2 separate regions of the Mus musculus genome follow, and region 1 is linked to region 2. The links are chromatin contacts, called in public Hi-C maps. All regions are on one chromosome and are shown on one strand. The core of a region is the stretch at or near the end of the contact, and the rest is flanking DNA. Distances in the headings are between cores, read along the strand shown. Region 1 has its middle 46 kb from the start of Galnt3. Region 2 overlaps Galnt3 (polypeptide N-acetylgalactosaminyltransferase 3).

Evidence for each region. Hi-C and Micro-C count contacts between places; a contact is called where the count stands out from the background.
Region 1: a contact with region 2 is called in a Hi-C map of the N1E-115 cell line, with 4 times the contacts expected there. The contact joins two enhancer-like sites. A contact is called at or near these places in 5 of 39 promoter capture datasets (the 3T3-L1 cell line, 3T3-L1-derived adipocytes, cranial neural crest and 2 more), 7 of 484 Hi-C or Micro-C datasets (CD8 T cells, the N1E-115 cell line, cortical neurons and 3 more) and 1 of 9 other capture datasets (pancreatic islet).

Annotation. Positions count from the first base shown.
Region 1 is chr2:66,168,296-66,172,649 of GRCm38.p6, forward strand. No RefSeq gene overlaps it. Among named protein-coding and RNA genes, the nearest start is that of Galnt3, 46 kb to the left of the region's middle. Within about 2 kb of position 2,301, at least 13 of the 459 cell types and tissues checked have an H3K27ac peak or open chromatin away from gene starts, as enhancers often do. A contact at or near this core is called in the N1E-115 cell line, where this site is marked.
Region 2 is chr2:66,084,648-66,088,938 of GRCm38.p6, forward strand. It overlaps Galnt3 (polypeptide N-acetylgalactosaminyltransferase 3), which reads right to left. Exons shown (of 11, transcript NM_015736.2): 10 at 590-742. Among named protein-coding and RNA genes, the nearest start is that of Galnt3, 38 kb to the right of the region's middle. Within about 2 kb of position 2,969, at least 2 of the 459 cell types and tissues checked have an H3K27ac peak or open chromatin away from gene starts, as enhancers often do. A contact at or near this core is called in the N1E-115 cell line, where this site is marked.

The DNA.
Region 1 (4,354 bases), core at 1,051-3,550, 83 kb after region 2:
AGAAAGATGTAGGAGATCTGACTGGGTGAAGAGACTGGATGTGGCACCAAGTGATAAGCATTTCTGATGAGAAAAATTCAGAAAATAATTAGAAGAATTTGTAAGGTAAAAGTGATAGAATGATCCAGGCTTGATACTTCTGAAATACAAGATATTTTTCTGTTCAGTGATACAAGCACCAACACAAATATTCAAACTTTGTCCTGCTAGACACATAAACAATAAATGTAATGTAAATTCAAATTTAATATAATTAAAATTTGATTTAAGAGTACTCATTGGAAAGGTGCTTTTGGACTTGGTACAATAATCAAAACATGATATTAAAAACAAATATGATCAAATTATGTTACTTGCATATGGGAAGTTGAGAATATTATCCGGAGTGAGGTAACCCAGTCCCAACAGACATGCATGGTATGTGCTCACTGGTAAGTGGATATTACCAATAAAATACAGATACCATGTTACACTTCACAGACCCAAAAAAGCTAAACAAGCAGGAAGGCCCAAGTGAGGATGCTTGAATCTCAGTTAGGAGGGGGAATAAAATAGTCATAAGAGGTAGATGGAGGGAGGAAACTGGATGGAAGAGGGGATAAGGAGGGGAATGGGAGGGTCAGGATCAGGTGTGGGAAAGTACAGGAAAGATGGCCAGATGGCCATGAAAATGAATGGAAATCTGCAACAGATGGGGATAAGGAGATGGGGCCATCTTCAGGATGAGACAGAGACCTGGGATAAGGGAGGTACTGAAGAATCAATGGAGGTGACCTTAGCTATGACAACCTACAGTGGGGATATGGAACCTGAAGAGGCCACCTTCTGTAGCCAGACAGGAACCCCAGTGGAGTGATAGAGACACCAACCCACCCACAAAACTTTCAACCCAAAATTTATCCTGTTTACAAGTAATACAGGCACAGGGGAGGGAGCAGAGACTGAAGGAATGATCAACCAACTTGAGACCCATCCCATGGGGAAGCACCAATCCCTAACACTATTAATGACACTCTGTTATGCTTGCAGACAGGAGCATGTTGTCCTCTGAGTGGCTCTACCCAGCAAATGACTCAGACAGATACAGACACCCGCAGCAACAGTGGTTGGAGCTTGGGGACTCTTATGGAAGAATAGGAGGAAGGATTGCAAGCCCTAAAGGGGATAGGAACTCCACAGGAAGACCAACAGAGTCAACTAACCTGGACTAGTGGGATTCTCAGAGTTTGAACCACCAACCAAAGAACATACAGGTGCTGGACCTAGGCCTCACCTCTCATATGTGGCTGATGTGTAGCTTGACCTTCATGTGGGTCCTGAACAACTGGAGTCAGGGCTATCCCAAAAGCTGTTACCTGTACATGGGATATGTTCTACTAGCTGGACTATCTTGTCTGGCCAAAGTAAAAGAGGAAGCACCTAGCCTTGCAGTGGGGGGAATACCCAGGGTGCCTCTACCTACTCAGAAGAGAAGGAGGGGAGGGATGGGGGAAGGATAGTGGGAGGGGGTGACCAGGAGGGGGCAGTGAATGGGTTGTAAAGTGAATAAGTAAAAAAATTAAATTAAATTAAATTAAATTAAATTTCAAAAACATGTAGACTTTTATCAAAATAAAACAGAACAAGAAAAGTTACAAAGAAGCCTATTTTATGTAGCTAATATGTAAACATTTAAAAATATGTAGTTGTTACACTTGCTACAGGTTCCTCTGGGTCACATTCCTTGGCAATCCATCACATTTCACAGCATACATGCATGCTTAACTCATCTACAACTTCCCTTCAACACTCAAGGAAAAGAAGTCCTTTCCAGGGGGTTAAAAATATTTCTTTCCTGTTGATGTATGGGAACAAAAGTTTCTTCAAAACAGCCTGTGAAACTTGAGTGGGAATCACTACTTTTGTTTGTTTGTTTGTTTTAAGCTGGCTGGGAGGCACAGCCAAGATCACTCTGGTTATCAGGTGGTTCGGGAGGTTCATCTACATTGTCTTAACTCAGGGGAAGAAAATGAGTCGTTGGTATTTCCAGCGAGCAACTCTAAATTGGAACCTCCCCCTAGCCATCTAGATATGCAACCATGGAGCACACTATAATAAAAGGGGTAAATTGGGTTGTTCAGAAGCTCAGCCTGGTTGAAGCTCATCACTGTGACATAGCATCTAAGGCACAATGACTCATACAGCCGGGACTCAATGACTTATATACACTGTGCGCCATTGCAGATATTATAACATCAACCAGAACACAGCACAGGGGAGTGGTTTCTGACTGGGAAGAAGTGACTGTCACAAGGAAAAGGAAGTGAGTGCTAACTTTAAGAGGTAATCAGAGGGAAATTAAATTATGTGGATTTAACACCACACTACTTACCCAAGGGAAGTTCAACCACAAAGAAAAAAAAGTCAAGGGAAATAAGAAAAAACAAAACACCAAACAAACACAGCCGTGTGATGACTAAGCATTTGCACTACCACTTTTGAGCAAACATTCTGTTAATGGATCTGAAAGGTAGGGTAAGCGTCCTATCTGTTGTGGAAATGTGTTCTATAAACAGTAAAGCACCCGGAGAGTCTATAGCTTCTTCCCTCATGGGAATCAGTGTGCAGTTCGCATTAGCTCAGATTAGCTCGGATGGTGCAATCTACAGAAAGAAAACAGCCGGGGAACTGTCATCTGTCAAGTCGAGAAACACACCGTCTTCGCTTCCAAAGAGGTTCGGTGAAGATAACCAAGTGCCTCCCCTTTCCTTCTGTTAATCTATACTTACAATTCAAATAAAAACATCCCCAGTGGTCCAGAAAACAGGCTCCCCCCCCCCCCGAACAAATTATATACTAAAAATCTCATCCAATAGCTACTATTGAATATGAGTCATGACAAAACTATAGTTGCCTGCATTTCAGTGACTGGTATAACAGCTCACTCTTGAGTTTCCTGTGCACTAATTGCATCTGCTCCTGCTCATGACAGGTTCCCTCCCTTTTATGCCTCAGCTTATCTGATGCAGCCCTATCTTCGTAGCAGTCACAGTGATCTGCAGCAGTAAGCAAGAAACCTTTCAGAGAGATGATGTGAAGCGTTCAACCCACCACCAACTCCCGACAGACCTTGCCTTAGGTGATCGTCTTTCTCCAGAGTCCCCTCTGCCCTGCATTGTAAGGCTCTCCCACTTTTGAAAATCACCCATATTCCCTAATATGAGAATGCACTCCCCCCTCTCTCATCTTTGAATGAAAAGGGAGACTTTACAGTTTTTTTTCATTCTGATGTTCTAGAATATGGGGTGCGTGCATGTGTGTGCGTGCGCGAGCACGCGCACGCATGCACTGAACTCATACTTGACCGATTTTCATGTTTACAGCAATAAAAGGATTCACATCTGTCCAGCAACTTGATTGTGATCACCACCATAAGATGGCAGTTTGGGAATTAAAAGGTCAGGGGAAAGAATGATGCTTCTCTTTGGACTATTTGCTTAGAAACCCTACCCAGAGCCAGTGAGGCATAGATCAAAGCAGGGTTCCATCAGCAATATTAATGGTAGCTTCAGGTCTGAGTCAGTGACCTGGACCACTCATTTGCTCAGGCTGTCAGGAAAAGGGAATGGAGAGGTCAGGTCCCTGTTGGGCTGAGCAGGCATCCCCAGTAGCACCTGAAACAATTAGCCTATGTGCTGCAAGAGTCTGCAAGCGCTCCATCTTCCTCGGAGAGTAAATGGCTAGATGACATAAGCGTATCCTTCTAGGAAGGAAGATTCATCCCACAGTTTTTCTTTTTCTGCCAGATTTGAATATATCTCCACCTAACACCAATCTCGGGTTTATTTACAGGTTTTAATATCTTGTACATTGTTATTTTTTCACTATTTTATATTTTCCCACAATAATATATGAATCCAGCCCTGATTTTGGCTTCAGAATTTTGAGTGGGCCTAAATAGCCCTTAGGCAAGTGCCTCACTCACTCACTTTAACCTAGCTCTCTCTACTGGGTTGGCTTCCTCAGGGATAAAGACCTGTTTCCTTTGACTTTGAAAGGCCACCCCAGCAGTAGGATGCCCCCTGGGGGTCAGCAGAGACCTGATTCACAGTCCAGTCCTGCTTTTCACCAAACTTTCTCTCATTAGTGTTATTCTGAAAATGGCTTCTTCAGTTGAACTACTCCTAGATGGTTCCAGACAAGAGAAATGGATATGGAGGCTCAGAGGGTCCATGTTCTCACAGTTCCGATGTGTTGAGAATCCAGATTTAGCTGACTTAAAGTCACCAGACTGTCCTACAGCCTGGTGAATGTCCTGAAGAATGAGCGTGATCTAAGAAGTCAAAAGTAAGGACCCCAGCAATCCTCACACAGC
Region 2 (4,291 bases), core at 1,719-4,218:
CTATCACGAAAAACTAGTTTTAGATAAGAATATGATCAAGCCAAATCTTGAACATTTTTAAGAACAGGCAATCTGTTCTATATTCCTTTAATGCTAGATTAATTAAAAATGTACTAAAACAGAGGAAGACATAGTTAGCAATTTTATATGAAAAACACTCTCTTTGGCTCCTTTAAGGAAAACAAACAAACAAATGTGATTTTCAAAATCCATTATAAAAGCAAGCCAACAAACAAATCAAAAGAAAGAAGACCCCTAAAGAATGGGGAGTGGTAGAGGGGCAGACCAGGAGGGGGGTGAAAACTAGACTGTAAAAAAAGATTAAAGATTAAAAAAAAAGTCAAGGATAAACTATTAATTCTTTATAGAAGTTTTTCACCTACAGAAGCCAAGCGTAACTTTATCACTAGTTGTTCCCAACTAATTAATACTTAATCCCTAGATATATTCTCTTATTACATGGGAAGACATGTGTAATAGTGGAGTTGTTAAAGGTGAAGAAGTGCTGATATATAGCATAGTAAAGCAATTAGAGCTCTTCAAAGTTAGCTTGAGAATGGACGAATGAACCAATGAATGAGCCAATCACCTTCCGAATCTCCCATATCTGTTCTCCAGGGGCGATGGTCCTGTGACCTTTATAGACACATGCCTTCAGCTGGACGACACCCTGAGTAGCATGAAGACACAGCTCCTTCTGGATGTTGTGCCGGATTTCACGCTGAGCAGAATACTCGAAGTACTGTGGAAAGGAGAGACTCGTGATTGACAAAGGAATTCTGTGTGCCCAGTTGCAAAATAAAACAAGATCAAATCCAACCAGCTACCCCTACAAAGAAAACTCATGAGTTCTTCAACAAATGCAGTAAAAATATCAGAAATGTAAGCTGAGGCATTAGTTACGACAGGCTCTGTGGAGGTCTTCCATTACCAGCAGTGGCTACTTTCTACAATGTTCTTGTCTTTCCCAAGTAGAAACTGGAAATTACAAGGTAGGGTGGAGGCTAGCAGAAGTGTACTATAGAAACCAGCCTGGAATGTTCTAGTAAGCAGCTCACTGGCTGCTTCTTCTCTCGTCCCCTTATTCATCTCAACCAAAGCATTTCCACAAACGCACAAACTATAATGCATATTCTGAGTCTGTTTTTGCTTCCCCCCTCCCATGCCCCATGACAGGAGTACCAATAACCCCTGCCCACCAAATTACTAAAGCCACCAAATGAATGGGTTGGCAGGTGTAAATACTTTCAGCAAAGACCAACACATGTCCAACACTTGGTACGCCACGGCTCCTCACTATTCTCTCTCGCTCTTCGTGCCCAATGAACAAGCCTCTAAGTTCTGCTGAGTTTCTTCTCTGATGTTATTTCACTCATTCTTACTCTGGCCTCATTTCTCTGACTCAGTTATCTCTTAATTTGCCCTGCAGTGCCAACTTCTGACCTGTGATGCAGCAATTCTGGCAGCTGTTTGTTAGCCCTTTAAAGCTTTAGTTTGGTGTGCTAACAGACCTGCTTACTGTGGCTGTCTCCCTGACAAGCAATGGCAGGACTCATGCTCAGAGCGGCCACTCAGCTGTAGTAGGACCATCCTACTTTACACAAATCTATGTCTACAGAGTCTGCTCTATTGCCAGGCTGCTGCGCTGAATGTCCTGCAACCCCTTCTCTGCTTTGCTAGCTCTTTAAGAGCTACATCAAGAAGTATTTTACCTGTTTCTCTCTCCTCGATTTTCCCCTTTGGTGGAAAACTATAACTCTCAAGGCTTCTACAGGAAAGCAGAGGTAACAGACTATATTACCAGGATTGTAAGTGTAGCCAGTTGGATTCTCTGGGAGCTAAAGCTAAGCACTATATCAACTAACAATACTCATATTCACTGTCATGGCAGGCAATTTACAGACTGAACTATCTTCTTTGTCCCACAGTAACATCCATTATAAATCAAATATTTAATAATGTTGGCAGTCTGAGGATAAAATGAGTTAACAGAACGGATTTTCAATAATGCAATGATTCCTGCTAGCACTAATATTTATTGAGCCCTTATTATGTGCCAGGCAGGCCCTGTGCTACAGTAAACACCCCACAAGCATGAGCAGAATTCTGAGCCTTGAGCCTAAGCGCCTCGGCTGGCTCTCGCACTTAACTTCTCTTCTCCTGCAAGTAAAACACTAATTGATCTTGTAACCTGCTTTTCAGGCAGAAGCATTGTAAAAACAATAACAACAACAACAACAACAACAATAATAAATGGCCTCAGAAGGAGAAAGAAACAACATCCTAACTATAACTAAGTTATAATTTAAATAGATTCACTTTTAGTTTAGCTACAATAAACCTCAAAAACTCAAAGACAATAAGAAGGGCTAGCCAGTATTTTACATCATTATTATTAAAAAGTCACTCAGATGAAACATGGAGGGAGAGGAGAAGAGTTGAAAATATTTTGGGAACAACAACAAGAGCTGAAAATAAGTGAGAGACATGTCACTCAGAACCTGGACACACCCTCTAGAAAAGAATGTGCATAAAGTCTTAGCTGTCGTAAGGCTGCAATGAAGTAGTCGCACTGGACCAGAGTAGTCTCCAATCCAAAAAATAGTTACCATGCATTGTCTTCAGAAATAGTGTTATAAGAGGGTTATATGCCATAAAACACCATTACGTGATCAAAATGGAAGAAAATGAGAAAACGCTCAAGACTTCTGAATTTGAGTTCTCACAGAACTAGAAACTGCAGCATAGTTGAGGGAAATACTTGATTAGAAACAATATGACTCCTCTCTCACCCACCACCTGCCTCGGGCAGGAGAGCCAGCCGAGGGGTTAGAAGAGAGGGAGATCTGGTCCAGACCCTTGTCAGCTGCAGCACTCAAGACAGCAGGCCCCACACCTTGACTGGGCAGCACCGCAGAGCTGACTCTGGTGGCCTGGGTAGAGGTGACCCAGCCCCAAGGGAATGAGAGCAGGAGAGCTGGCCCTGTTCCTTGCTGGTTGCAGCAAGGGGTGAACTAATCAGGACAGTGCTAGAGCAGGAACAATGGGCTGACAACTCAGCTACTACTCAAGCCTCCATCCAGGGCTCTGAGTTGGCTCACCCAATATCTACCCCATCTCTATGAACTGCTGGAGCCAGTGAAAGGGCCAGGCCTGCAGATCCAAAGCTGCAGGACCTCCACGACACAGGGCAAGCACAGGCTATCTGAGAGGAGTCCCACTGAGGATCCAGTGTTGATGATGTGGCAGAAGCCAGAGATCTCAAAACAGGCCAATGACTCATTGCAGCGAACATTTGCAAGTAAAGATGTTTGGACAAAGGGCTATACTGTGGGGACACACTGTGACACACTGCAACTTTCACAGCAAGATTTACTTTTTAATGATTTGCTTTGCTTTTTTTTTAAAAATTTATTTGGCGGGGGGAGGTTGCAAGGGCAGAGGGCAGATACAAAGGGTCAGGGAGATGAGTGGGATTGGGGTGCATGATGGGAAATTCACAAAAAACTAAATGAAAATAAAAGCAATAAAAAGTTAATTTAAAAGAATCTGACTGCTCAAATGTTAGTTGGACAAGGATGACACCAATGGGCAGGCCAAAGTGGACAAGGGTGAAGCCTATGAGGCCTCAACCCTGCAGACTGAGAACTATAGAACTACAGACCTATAGGCAACGGCTATAGACACACACACACACACACACACACACATCACACACACACACATATGTGTGTGTATGTGTGTGTGTGTGTATGTATATATATATATATATATATATATATATATATATATATATATATATATATGCTATAATTAGTGAAACTGAGGCCATCAATTTGAAGGAGAGTGGGGAGGAGTATATGGGAGGGAGGGAAGGAAGGGGAAAAATAAAAAACTAACAAGTAAAAGATATCATCAGTAACTGTGTTAGGATGACAGAAGACAGAGTCATCTGAAAATATAAACCAGACATTATTCTCCTGCTTAAAAACCTCTAGATGGCTTCTGTTTAATTCAGAATTAAATCCATCTTCCTTAACAGGTCTGCAGAGCTCTGTCCAACCAGGTTCCTTATCACAATCTCTGACCTCATTTCCTCCACTCCCTGCCTAGAGTGCTCTGCGCTGGCCACCCCGGCCTTCTGTGTGCTCTGTGAACCTGCTCTACGTGGCTGTTCTCCCCAGCCTGCATTCTGATGCCCACCTCCATCTAAGAGGACAGTGTCCAAAGTCTTCCTTATCTGAATGTAATCTTGAGTCCATCACTCACATTATCTCAGCCCCATCTTCCC